Regions from separate parts of the Sus scrofa genome. Here region 1 is linked to region 2. A link is a contact called in public HiChIP or PLAC-seq data. All regions are on one chromosome and are shown on one strand. The core of a region is the stretch at or near the end of the contact, and the rest is flanking DNA. Distances in the headings are between cores, read along the strand shown.

Region 1 (5,364 bases), core at 2,590-5,089, 62 kb after region 2:
GACCTAGTGGACATTCCTATAAAGATGACATCACGGAAGGCATTTATCACATTCAACTAAATAAAAAATTCCTGGACAGCAATGTCTAAATTAGACACTGGGCTGAGAGGCCATCTGGAGTGAAATGCGGGGGGCTTCAAGTCACTCACCCCAGCCTCACAGTCAAAGAAAGTGGAAACACACGATTAAAAGTGGCTATTCAGGAACACCTGAATGTGAGAGGCTGCCGTACCTACGTAAAACCAAAAGACAAACTTGTGGCAGAGGTCCCGCAAATAAAAGGGGCAGACCCTGTGTTTAAAAAGGATTAAAAGGGGGAGTTCCCGTCGTGGCGCAGTGGTTAACGAATCCGACTAGGAACCATGAGGTTGCGGGTTCGGTCCCTGCCCTTGCTCAGTGGGTTAACGATCCGGCGTGGTGTAGGTCGCAGACGCGGCTCCGATCCCGCGTTGCTGTGGCTCTGGCGTAGGCCGGTGGCTACAGCTCCGATTTCGACCCCTAGCCTGGGAACCTCCATATGCCGCGGGAGCGGCCCAAGAAATAGCAGCAACAACAACAACAACAACAACAAAAAAAGACAAAAAAAAAAAAAAAAAAGGATTAAAAGGGAGGTCCCATTGTGGCCCAGCGGAAATGAATCCAATTAGGAACCATGAGGTTGTGGGTTCGACCCCTGGCTTCATTCAGTGGGTTAAGGATCCGGCATTGCCGTGAGCTGTGGTGTAGGTCACAGACACGGCTCAGATCTGGCATGGCTGTGGCTGTGGCATAGGCCAGCAGCAACAAATCCGATTTGACCCCAAGCCTGGGACCCTTCATGTGCCACGGGTTCAGCCCCAAAAAGACAAAAGACAACCGGGGGAAAAAAAAAAAAAGGACTAAAAGAATCAGGATAAACAGAAAGGATTAACAAAATTTAAAAGTATTAAAAAAAAAAAGTATCAAAATTGACCTCATATTTTTATACTCAATGCTAACTGAATTGCTAATAATTCATTAGAAGAATATAGGATAACTGGGGCCAGTTATAATAGTTATGAAACGGCTTTTAATTAAAGAATCCCCCCCAAAAAATTTTTTTGATTGAGCCTATGGTAGGCTGAAGTTCCCAGACCAGGGATCAAACCCACACCACAGCAGGGATGCCAGATCCTTAACCCACTGAGCCACCAGGGAACTCCTCCTAATAATATTTTTATTTATTTTGGAGTTCCCATTGTGGCACAGCGGAAACGAATCTGACTAGTATCCATGAGGATGCAGGTTCAATCCCTGGCCTGGGACATGGGTCAGGGATCTGGTGTTGCCGTGGCTGTGGTGTTGCCATGGCTGTGATGTAGACTGGCAGCTGTAGTTCCAATTTGACCCCTAGCCTGAGAACTTCCATTGGAGTTCCCGTCGTAGCTCTGTGGTTAACGAATCCAACTAGGAACCATGAGGTTGTGGGTTCGATCCCTGGCCTTGCTCAGTGGGTTAAGGATCCGGCATTGCTGTGAGCTGAGGGGTAGGTCGCAGACACGGCTTGGATCTGGCGTGGCTGTGGTGTAGGCTGGGGGTCACAGTTCTGATTCGACCCCTAGCCTGGGAACCTCCATATGCTGTGGGAGTGGCCCTAGAAAAGGCAAGAAGGAAAAAAAAAAAAAAAAAAACCAACCAAACAACAACAGAAATGACTGACAGTGCTCAGCCACTATGTTTTATGCTCAATATGCCCTTCACAGAGCCTAGCAGTGCCAAAGAGTAACAGAAACAGAATAAGAACAATACTGGCAGCTGACACTCATAAGCACTCAGTAAGGGCCAGGCACCTGTGAGGCACTTAATAACCAGCATTTTACTCAAGCCTCACAATTTCCTCCTGAGGCACCTCTCTTGAAGGATGAGAGATTTGCTCAGGGTCTCCCTCTAAGTGGTGAGGTGGGGATTTCAAGTAAAGATCCAGACGCCACAGCAGGCATTCAACAGGTATTTGACTACGTAAACAAGCCAACAGAACAGGAGAGTCCATCTGTGAGATCAAGCAAACTGAATCTATCTGCTGGGCTTATGTTTCAGTTTTACAAATTTTCAGATAAGAATATTACATCCTAGAATTAGATAAAACATTATTAGCAATCTGACTTTCTTAAAAAATAGTATTATTTCAAGTTCTAAACATTGCTGATGCAGCATTTTTAGTTTTTAAAGGAAATCCAGACAATTTAAAATGCCAAGACAAAGGGACATGTTTAATTCAGTAGCAAAAGGATCAAAATTTCATTTAAACAAATTTACTAATTTCACCATTCCCCCAGTTAACACCTCCTCCATTAAAGCTTTCTTTCAAAGGGTTAAAAAAAAAAGTTCCATACAGGTTCCTAGGTAGGGGAAACTTACAATTTCTACTGATAAAGCTAGAACTACCAAGCTTCACATCTGTAAGCCTGACAAATCATACAGAGAGCATCTTTAAAAAAAAAAAAAAATCAGTTCTCTAACTGTCCTTCATGGATCGGAATTAGTTATAGGAACAATTTCAAACGTTTTATTGGCAATGATCTAAATAAAACAAAAAACGCACACATTCACCAAGAGGCATAAAAGCAGCACCAGTCCTAACGACGACTTTGGGGTATAGTGAAGCCAGAACTCTTCCTTCTACTCGACAAGACTCGAAATATGTACCAGTTGCATTCGGAGTTTGCTGAAAACTGGCAGTAATTCTTGGAGCTTCCTTGTTAGAAGGCTCCTCTACTTGAGCAAGGCTGAGACACACAATTTTGCTCGGATTACACTGAGATTCTTGTTTCCAGAGGAGAAAAAAAAAAAAACTGCATAAGACAAGTCTTGTCTTCCTCTAGGGCCTGTAACCACCACAGGCTGTAATGAAAAGAAATGCCTTGAGTCACAGGACAGCTCGGCCCAGGAGCCAGTTCTGCTACATGCCATACCCAACGCAGGAGCGAACGCAGAGCCAGCTTTTTCTTTTCTTTTTTTTCTTTTTGACTACACCACGTTCAGAGAAAAGAACAGTCTTAATCGCACCCAGCTCCTCGCAGCTAGAAATCTGCAAAGTTTCTCCACCTTAATAGCAAACAGCATCACTTAAGAAAATCAGAAAAGTGGCAAAGTACAGGCGGAAGGCACCCCCCAGCAGATCCGCCTAGGGTCCCCAAAGCAGCCCGTGTACACAGTCCTCCAACACGACCGACCTGGGACCGCAGGGACCCACCGAGGTTCTCCCTGCGGCTCGAGAGCTTCATGGAAACACCAAGAAAGGCAACTCCCTAAACCCACCCAATCTACGGGCCACGGAGGGAGGGTGGCGGCGAGGCGCTGGGCGGGTTCGGCCGGGCGGTCAGCCGGCCTGCGAGAAAGCGGGAGGGTGGAGTTCAGTTTTCCCTCCAGCCGCCGCTCGCCGATTCCCTCCCTCCCCCACCCAAAAAAAGCCGGAACCAGGCGCGCGCGCCGCCGGGTCCCGAGAGGGGGCGGCCCGCGACCCCCGCCCCGGAGAGGCCCGGCCAGGCCCCGCGCGAGCCCGCGGCGCCCGCCCGCCCCCGGCCCCCCGGCCCCCCGGCCCCCGGCCCCCGGCCCCGGCCAGGCCCGCGCACTCACCCGTCTCCCACCACCACACACTTGATGGCCTGCATCTGGGCCGCTCGCTGGGCCGCGGCGGCGGCGGCGGCCGGGCACTGAGGCGAGGAGCTCGGAGCTCGGGGCGCGGCGGGCGGGCGGGCGCGCGGCTGCGGGCGGCAGGGCGCGGGGTGCCGGGGCCGCGGTCCACGCCGCCTCGCCCTCCGCCGACGGGAAGCGGGAGCCCAGCAGCAGCCACCACCCAAAGCTGGGGAAAACTGCAGAGAAACAGGAAATGGCCGCTCCACTCACATCCGGCCTCCCCTCCCCCGCCCGGCGCCGCCGCTCCCAGACTCCGGGGCGGGGCCGATCCCACCCGCGCGGCTCCCGAGGTTCCTGTCGGCTTCGGGAACGCTCGGGAGCGCTCGGCTCCGAACGCGGGGCGCGCCGGCCGCCATCTTGGTGCGCCTGGAACGCGGTCCGGGCCCCGCCCTCCCCGCCTGGGTTCCGCCGCGGGAGGGGTTCCGCCGCGGGAGGGGTCTCGGCTTCCCCCACATCGACTCGCGCCCGAGACCGTCCGAGGGCATGAGGGGCATGGGAGCCCCCCTTTTTAGTGACACTTCCAACTTAGGGGATGTTGGCAAGGTCCTTCTAGAAAATTCGGAATTGAAAACTGTAACGAAGAGCGTCGCCGGCACCGTATTCGGAGATAACCAATGTTCATTCAGCCAAAAATGTGTTGAACTTTGTTCCTCTTAGGCATATTCTGATTATTTGTAATTCACTGTTTGTAATGTGTTGACTGTTTGCTAGGTTTTAATGCTTTGCACCAAAGTTCTGGACATAATGCTCTGTTAGCGGACCATTAAAGTGCAAATATTTTGGCGTATTTCAATCTAGTTGCATCTTTTTGTTTTGTTTTGTTTTTTGTCATTTTGCTATTTCTTGGGCCACTCCCGCGGCATATGGAGGTTCTCAGGCTAGGGGTCGAATCGGAGCTGTAGCCGCCGGCCTACGCCAGAGCCACAGCAACGCGGGATCCGAGCCGAGTCTGCAACCTACACCACAGCTCAGGGCAACGCCGGATCGTTAACCCACTGAGCAAGGGCAGGGACCGAACCCGCAACCTCATGGTTCCTAGTCGGATTCGTTAACCACTGCGCCACGACGGGAACTCCTAGTTGCATCTTTATATACGTAATGAACATGACTTAGGCGAAATTGGGAAATGCTACTGAGTCCCTGTTAAAACATTTGTCATCACGGCTTCCTCTTGGTTCCATTAGGCACATATACCTTACTTTATATATAACCAGTGTCTCTATTTTCAGACACAAGGCTGGGATGAACGCGTTTGTCCAAGTATCTTTTTTTTTTTTTTTTTTTGTCTTTTGTCTTTTTTAGGGCCGCTTCCGGGAAATATGGAGGTTCCCAGGCTAGGGGTCTAATCGAAGCTACAGCTGCCGGCCTACACCACAGCCACACGACACCAGATCTGAGCCGCGTTTGCGACCTACACCACAGCTCATGGCAACGTCAGGTCCTTAACCCACTGAGCGAGGCCAGAGATCAAACCCACAACCTCGTGGTTCCTAGTCGGATTCGTTTCCACTGTGCCACAACGGGAACTCCTCCTTTTTAAGCATTTTTAACTTGCAATTATTCCAAAATAAAAATGTGTTTCCAGGAGTTTCTGCGGTGGCACAGTGGGTTAAGAACCCAACTGCAGCGCCTTGGGTTGCTGTGGAGTTGAGGGTTCAATCCCTGGCGCAGCCCAGTGGGTTAAAAGATCTGGCATTACCACAGCTGTGG
Region 2 (5,448 bases), core at 1,417-3,916:
AGAATAACATTATGTGGAAATGGCAGAATATACCTGCAGTGATTAGAACTATATAAAATTTTTAAAAAACTATAAAATATATTTATCTTAAAAAAATGTGTAGAGTGTGCTCGTTTTGGCAGCACATATGGTAAAATTGAAACGATACGGAGAAGATTAGCATGGCCCCCGTGCAAGGATGACACGGAAATTCGTGAAGCATTCTGTATTAAAAAAAAAAAATGTATAGCACCTCTTTGAAATGATGGTTTTATGGTTTGCTGTCATTTGTAACTTTCAGTTCACAGTATCTTCTTTAGCAACAAGAGTTTATACGGAAGTATCCTCTTATTGCTAAACCTTACAAATCCTGTTTGCAAAAGGAAACCGTTGCATTTAAGAATATATGTGATCAAGGGTGTTCCTGTCATGGCTCAGGGGTTAACGAACCCGACTAGTACCCATGAGGATGCGGGTTTGATCCCTGGCCTCGCTCAGTGGGTTAAAGATTTGGCGTTGCCGTGAGCTGTGGTGTAGGTCGCAGATGCGGCTCAGGTCCCACGTGGCTGTGGCTGTGGTGTAGGCCAGCAGCTACAGCTCCAATTGGACTCCTAGCCTGTGAACCTCCATGTACCACGGGTGCAGCCCCTAAAGAGACCAAACAAACAAACAAACAAACAAAAAACCCAGGATATATGTGATCACAATCTTTTCTTTTCATTTTATGGCTTCACCTGCAGTATATGGACCCCTGGGCCAGGGGTCACATTGGAGCTGCAGCTGCAGGCTGTGCCATAGCCACAGCAATACCAGGTCCTCAACTGAGGGAGGCCAGGGATCTCAGCAACATCCTCACAGAGGCCTCTGCAAAGAGCTGGAGACTATGCACAAAGTGCAGCCCTGCAAGACCCTAAGCTGATGGGCCTGGGCTGATGGTTCAACAAGGTCACTCTAGCTGTTGCAGGGACAATGCACCATAGTGGGTAGTGGGAGGCAGAGCAGTGGGGAGGCCGGGCCAGGCACATCATGGAAGGGGGCTCGGACAAGGGTGGAGGGAAGTGAAGAGGCTGAGCAGTGGTCAGAACCTCTGCACTGTGGAAACGCCTGCCTGGGAGGAAGGGGTGGGCAGATCGGGCTACTCTCCACTCCTCAGCCCTGAGCTGCATGTGGCTCTGTAGCCAAAATGCAGCCTCTGTACACCGACACCAGTGAAATCTCAGAGACAAGGGTTTTGGGTGAAGCAGAAAGAACAGCATTATTGCTTTGCCAGGTAAAGGAGGATACAGCAGGCTAATGCCTCAAAACTGTGCCCTGCCTTGGGAGGGGATAGCAGGAGATTTTATAGGTTTATCTCAGAAGATAGGGTTATTGATTAAGGTGACTGTATTATTCTCCCTCCACAAATCATTTCAGAGTCGTGAAGTCCAGCGTCAGCCAGTCCCGTGATGCTTTCTGGTTGTCTTCGGAGTTATCGTTCCTTGACCTTTTCTCTGGAAAGAAAATTGCCTACAGGAAGGGATGTTAGGGCGTGTTTCAATTACAAAATAAATTGCTGGGGCGGAGGGGCGGAGTTCCTGTTGTGGCACAGCAGAAACTAATCCGACTAGGAACCATGAGGTTTCGGGTTCAATCCCTGGCCTCGCTCAGTGGGTTAAGGATCCTGCGTTGCGGTGAGCTGTGGTGTAGTTCGAAGATCTGGTGTTGCTGTGGCTTAAGCCACAAGCCGGCAGCTGTAGCTCTGATTAGACCCCTAGCCTGGGAACCTCCATATGCTGCGGATGCGGCCCTCAAAAGCAAAAATAAAACACTAGGGGCAATATAATTGAAGCAGAAATTAACCTATAGTAAAAGAAAGCAATTAAGCAAGGAAGAGATCATTTGTGAAAAGCTGGAGTCTAGGTACAATATAAAGTTAGTGAGCCAAGGCAGAGCGTGTAACATCGTGTCTCCATGTTGCTACAACGCTCATGTTTTTACTAATCATTAACTTTTTTTTTTTTACATAGAGTGTGGTTTTATTTTTTTATTTGCTTTTTAGGGCAGCACCTGCAGTATGTGGAAGTTCCCAGGCTTGGGGTCGAACTGGAGCTGCAACTGCCCGCCTCTGCCATAGCCACAGCAACGAGGCTCTGACCGGGTCCGCGACCCATATAGCACAGCTCACTTGCGACACCTGATCCTTAACCCACTGAGCGAGGCCAGGGATGCAGCCGGCATCCTCAAGGATGCTAATCAGGTTAGTTACCTCGGAGCCACAACAGGAACTCCCTAATCATTAACTCTTGAGTGTTCGAGACTGAGGGGAGGCCTGGGAGGCTAAAGGAAAAGACTTTTACTGCAAAACACAAGGACTTAGGGTCTGGTACACGGTTTCAGCTTCAGGCCCAGAACCAGGGAAGGGTCCCAAGTCCGCACTCCAGACGGTGGAAGGCAGACGGAGCAAGTGCATCACAGACATGCAGCCCCACAGACCTGGGTGTGAGCTGCAAATCTGCCACTAACTGCCTCTGGGCTGGCGACGCCCTCGGGCCAGGAAGAGTCCTTCTCTCCAAATGAAAACAGCTGAACCGATTTCACAGGTGAGAAGACGAAGGTCTCCAGCATTTTCCGGCCCAGCGTCTTCTGCGCAGGCGCAGAGTCCCTGCGGCGGCCCCGTGGGGCTCAGTGCGCGTGCGCTGAGTCGGGCGCCTGCGCGGAGTCCCGGTCCGGCGCCGGCGGAGACGCGAGGTCCCGGGGCTCTCGGTGGCTGCAGGCGCGCGGCGGGCTGGCGCGGGGCCGGGCGGCGGGACCCTCGCCATGCCGGGAATGGTGCTGTTCGGCCGGCGCTGGGCCATCGCCAGCGACGACTTGGTCTTCCCGGGGGTCTTCGAGCTGTTCCTGCGAGTGCTGTGGTGAGGACGGGGTGCGGTGCGCGGCCGGGGCGCCGGAGGGAGGGGGCCGAGCAGCCGAGGGCAGTGTCAGTGTCCCCGGACTGCGGGCCGGAGCCGGCCCTGCTGTCTCGCAGGTGGTCGTCTCCACTGTCCGAGGAGCGGGGTGCCATTCCTCTGCCCATTCATAGATGGCACCCTGAGGCCCAGAGCGGGTGGGCCGTGCGCGGGGTCACCAGGGTGGACCCGCCACCGGTTTGTCCGCGCTGCAGGGCCCCGCACGCCCACCCCCCAGCCCCTGCGTGCGGACCTGGGATCGCCCTCGAGCTGGGAGCAGCCGCCTGCTTCACTCCCGCGTGGTGCGTGGACCCGCACAGCCTCTTGTATCTGCCAAATGCAAGATTGGCAGTAACACCCTTCGTGCGGTTCTTAAGCCAGTTGCAGCTGATTGTGGCTGAATTCCATGATGGGCATACAGACCTAGCATTTTACATTGTAGTCTTTCAAAGTGTGGAATCCGTGAGAAGTAGAATCAGGTGCCCGAAGTCTGTCCCCAGAAGGTCTGAGCAAAGAGTAATAATGTTTAACTATTAATATTAAAAAAAAAGTAGATTTTGGAGGGGAAAAGAATATATAAAAACATGAAATGTTATGAGCTGCTTCTCAGTTGTTTCATGGCTTTCAGAGCCAAGTCTTTCCAGATCATTTCCTGTTATTATTTCTAGACGCAGTCATCATCCCCCCCAAATGACAAAAGCATAGGAAGTTACCCCATGAGTTCCTGCTGTGGCTCAGTGGGTTAAGAACCCAACTAGTATCCCTGAGGATTCGGGTTCGATCCCTGGCCTCAGTCAGTGGGTTAAGGATCTGATCTTGGGCAAGCTGTGGTGTAGGCCAGCGGCTGTAGCTGATTCAGCCCCTAGCCTGGTAACTTCCATATGCTGCAGGTATGGCCCCCTCCCCCCCAAAAGTTACCCTAATCCACTTCCCCTTCTGGCCAGTTTCTTAATATGGTGACCTTGCCCAATGGTGCTGTGCCTGCTGCTGAAATTATTCTTGTGAAAAGTCACTGTTGCATTGCTGGTGCTGTGTTTCATCGTTCGCACTGAGTTACAAAATATACTTAAATGGGTCCACAGTCCTTGTCCTTTCAAGTTTATCAGTATTCACCGCAGAACTTCTTTCCATAGCTGGGTTCCCATCCTCTTGTTTTGCACCACACACCACAGATTGCCATGTGTTTGTCAGTGTCTTATTAATTCACGGAGGTATGAATTCTCTTGTTGATAATTGAACAAGCATATACTTTGTTGGTTTACCAGGTGCCTCTCTTGGGGTTATGATGGGTCTGTGTTCCAGCAGTTCATGTTGTGCCGAGACCAGCTGAGCAGGATGGGGCTGAAGAACGGGTGCTGTGAAACTTAAGGAAAAAGTTAACATAAAACAAGACACAGAGACATTTATCTTAAGTAAAAGTGGGAACCAGGGGAACTCAAGGTCTCAGGGACCAAGAGCACAGCCTCAAGAAACCACACTGCTTTGATTGTGCTCTTTAGGGTGACGTCAAGTGAGAAGGGGGTTGTAGGTGCAGGATATAGGTTTTTTAAGTTATTTTAAAAGTCACATAGCCGGTTGCTGATTAAGCTTTTATTCTGACATTTAGGCATTTAACAATCGTTAGCATTTGAGGAAGCTTGTCATCAGCTATCTATGCATAGCATCTAGAGAATCGCCACTGTGCTTCTGTAGACGTGTGCCTAGGTTTGCACCTTGGTTCTCCTTGCTAATGCATATCCTGCTAAGGACCCCTTACAAACCGCTTGAGGCCATGAGACTCCTCTTTTATTCTTAAGAGGACGTATCATACTGTGCAAACCAGTCTGCACAGGTCCAGCGAGCCTAGACCAACGCATTAAGTCCTCATTCCGCTGACCCTATGAATAACTTATGCCTTTAGATCTTTGTTCTTCAGCTTAAGTCATTTACCAGCACTGCGACTGTTTTTCAAGCGGGAAGATGGGATAAAGTAAAGCAGGACAAGATGGAGTTTTCAGCAAAGAGGCTAAGAAAATATTGTAGAAACATGTCTCGCGACAATGTTGCATTTGCTTGTTTACAGCTTTAAATATGTTACTGTGGGTATAGAATGAGAACAATGATGTAAGCATAGAAAGAATAAAACAAAAAAATTTTTTATAAGCCATACTCTTCAGTTGACTCAGTAAATCTTCTCTTGATGGAGGTTAAGTTTTTTTTTGTTTGTTTGTTTTTGTTTTTTTGGTCTTTTTAGGGCATATGGAGGTTCCCAGGCTAGGGGTCCAATCGGAGCTACAGCTGCTGGCCGACACCACAGCCACAGCAACACGGGATCAGAGCGGCGTCTGCGACCTACACCACAGCTCAAGGCAACGCCGGATCCTTGACCCACTGAGCGAGGCCAGGGATTGAACCCACATCCTCATGGTTGCCGGTGGAGTTCGTTAACCACTGAGCCATGACGGGAACTCCAATGGAGGTTAAATTCTAAAGAGAACCTTGACTGCTGTGGTGCGGGTTCCATCCCTGGCCAGGAACGCCCGCATGCCCTGGATGTGGCCATAAA

Evidence for each region. HiChIP or PLAC-seq counts read pairs in DNA pulled down with a chosen protein or histone mark.
Region 1: an H3K27ac HiChIP or PLAC-seq map of alveolar macrophages shows a contact between it and region 2. The contact joins the promoter of RAC1 here to the promoter of DAGLB in region 2. A contact is called at or near these places in 1 of 47 Hi-C or Micro-C datasets (embryonic fibroblasts) and 1 of 2 datasets of contacts at active chromatin or transcription factors (alveolar macrophages).

What each region holds. Positions count from the first base shown.
Region 1 is chr3:4,799,671-4,805,034 of Sscrofa11.1, forward strand. It overlaps RAC1 (ras-related C3 botulinum toxin substrate 3 (rho family, small GTP binding protein Rac3)), which reads right to left and starts at 3,840. Exons shown (of 6, transcript NM_001243585.1): 1 at 3,595-3,840. The coding sequence starts at 3,629.
Region 2 is chr3:4,739,216-4,744,663 of Sscrofa11.1, forward strand. DAGLB (sn1-specific diacylglycerol lipase beta) reads left to right here and starts at 2,667. Exons shown (of 16, transcript XM_021086077.1): 1 at 2,667-2,870. The coding sequence starts at 2,776.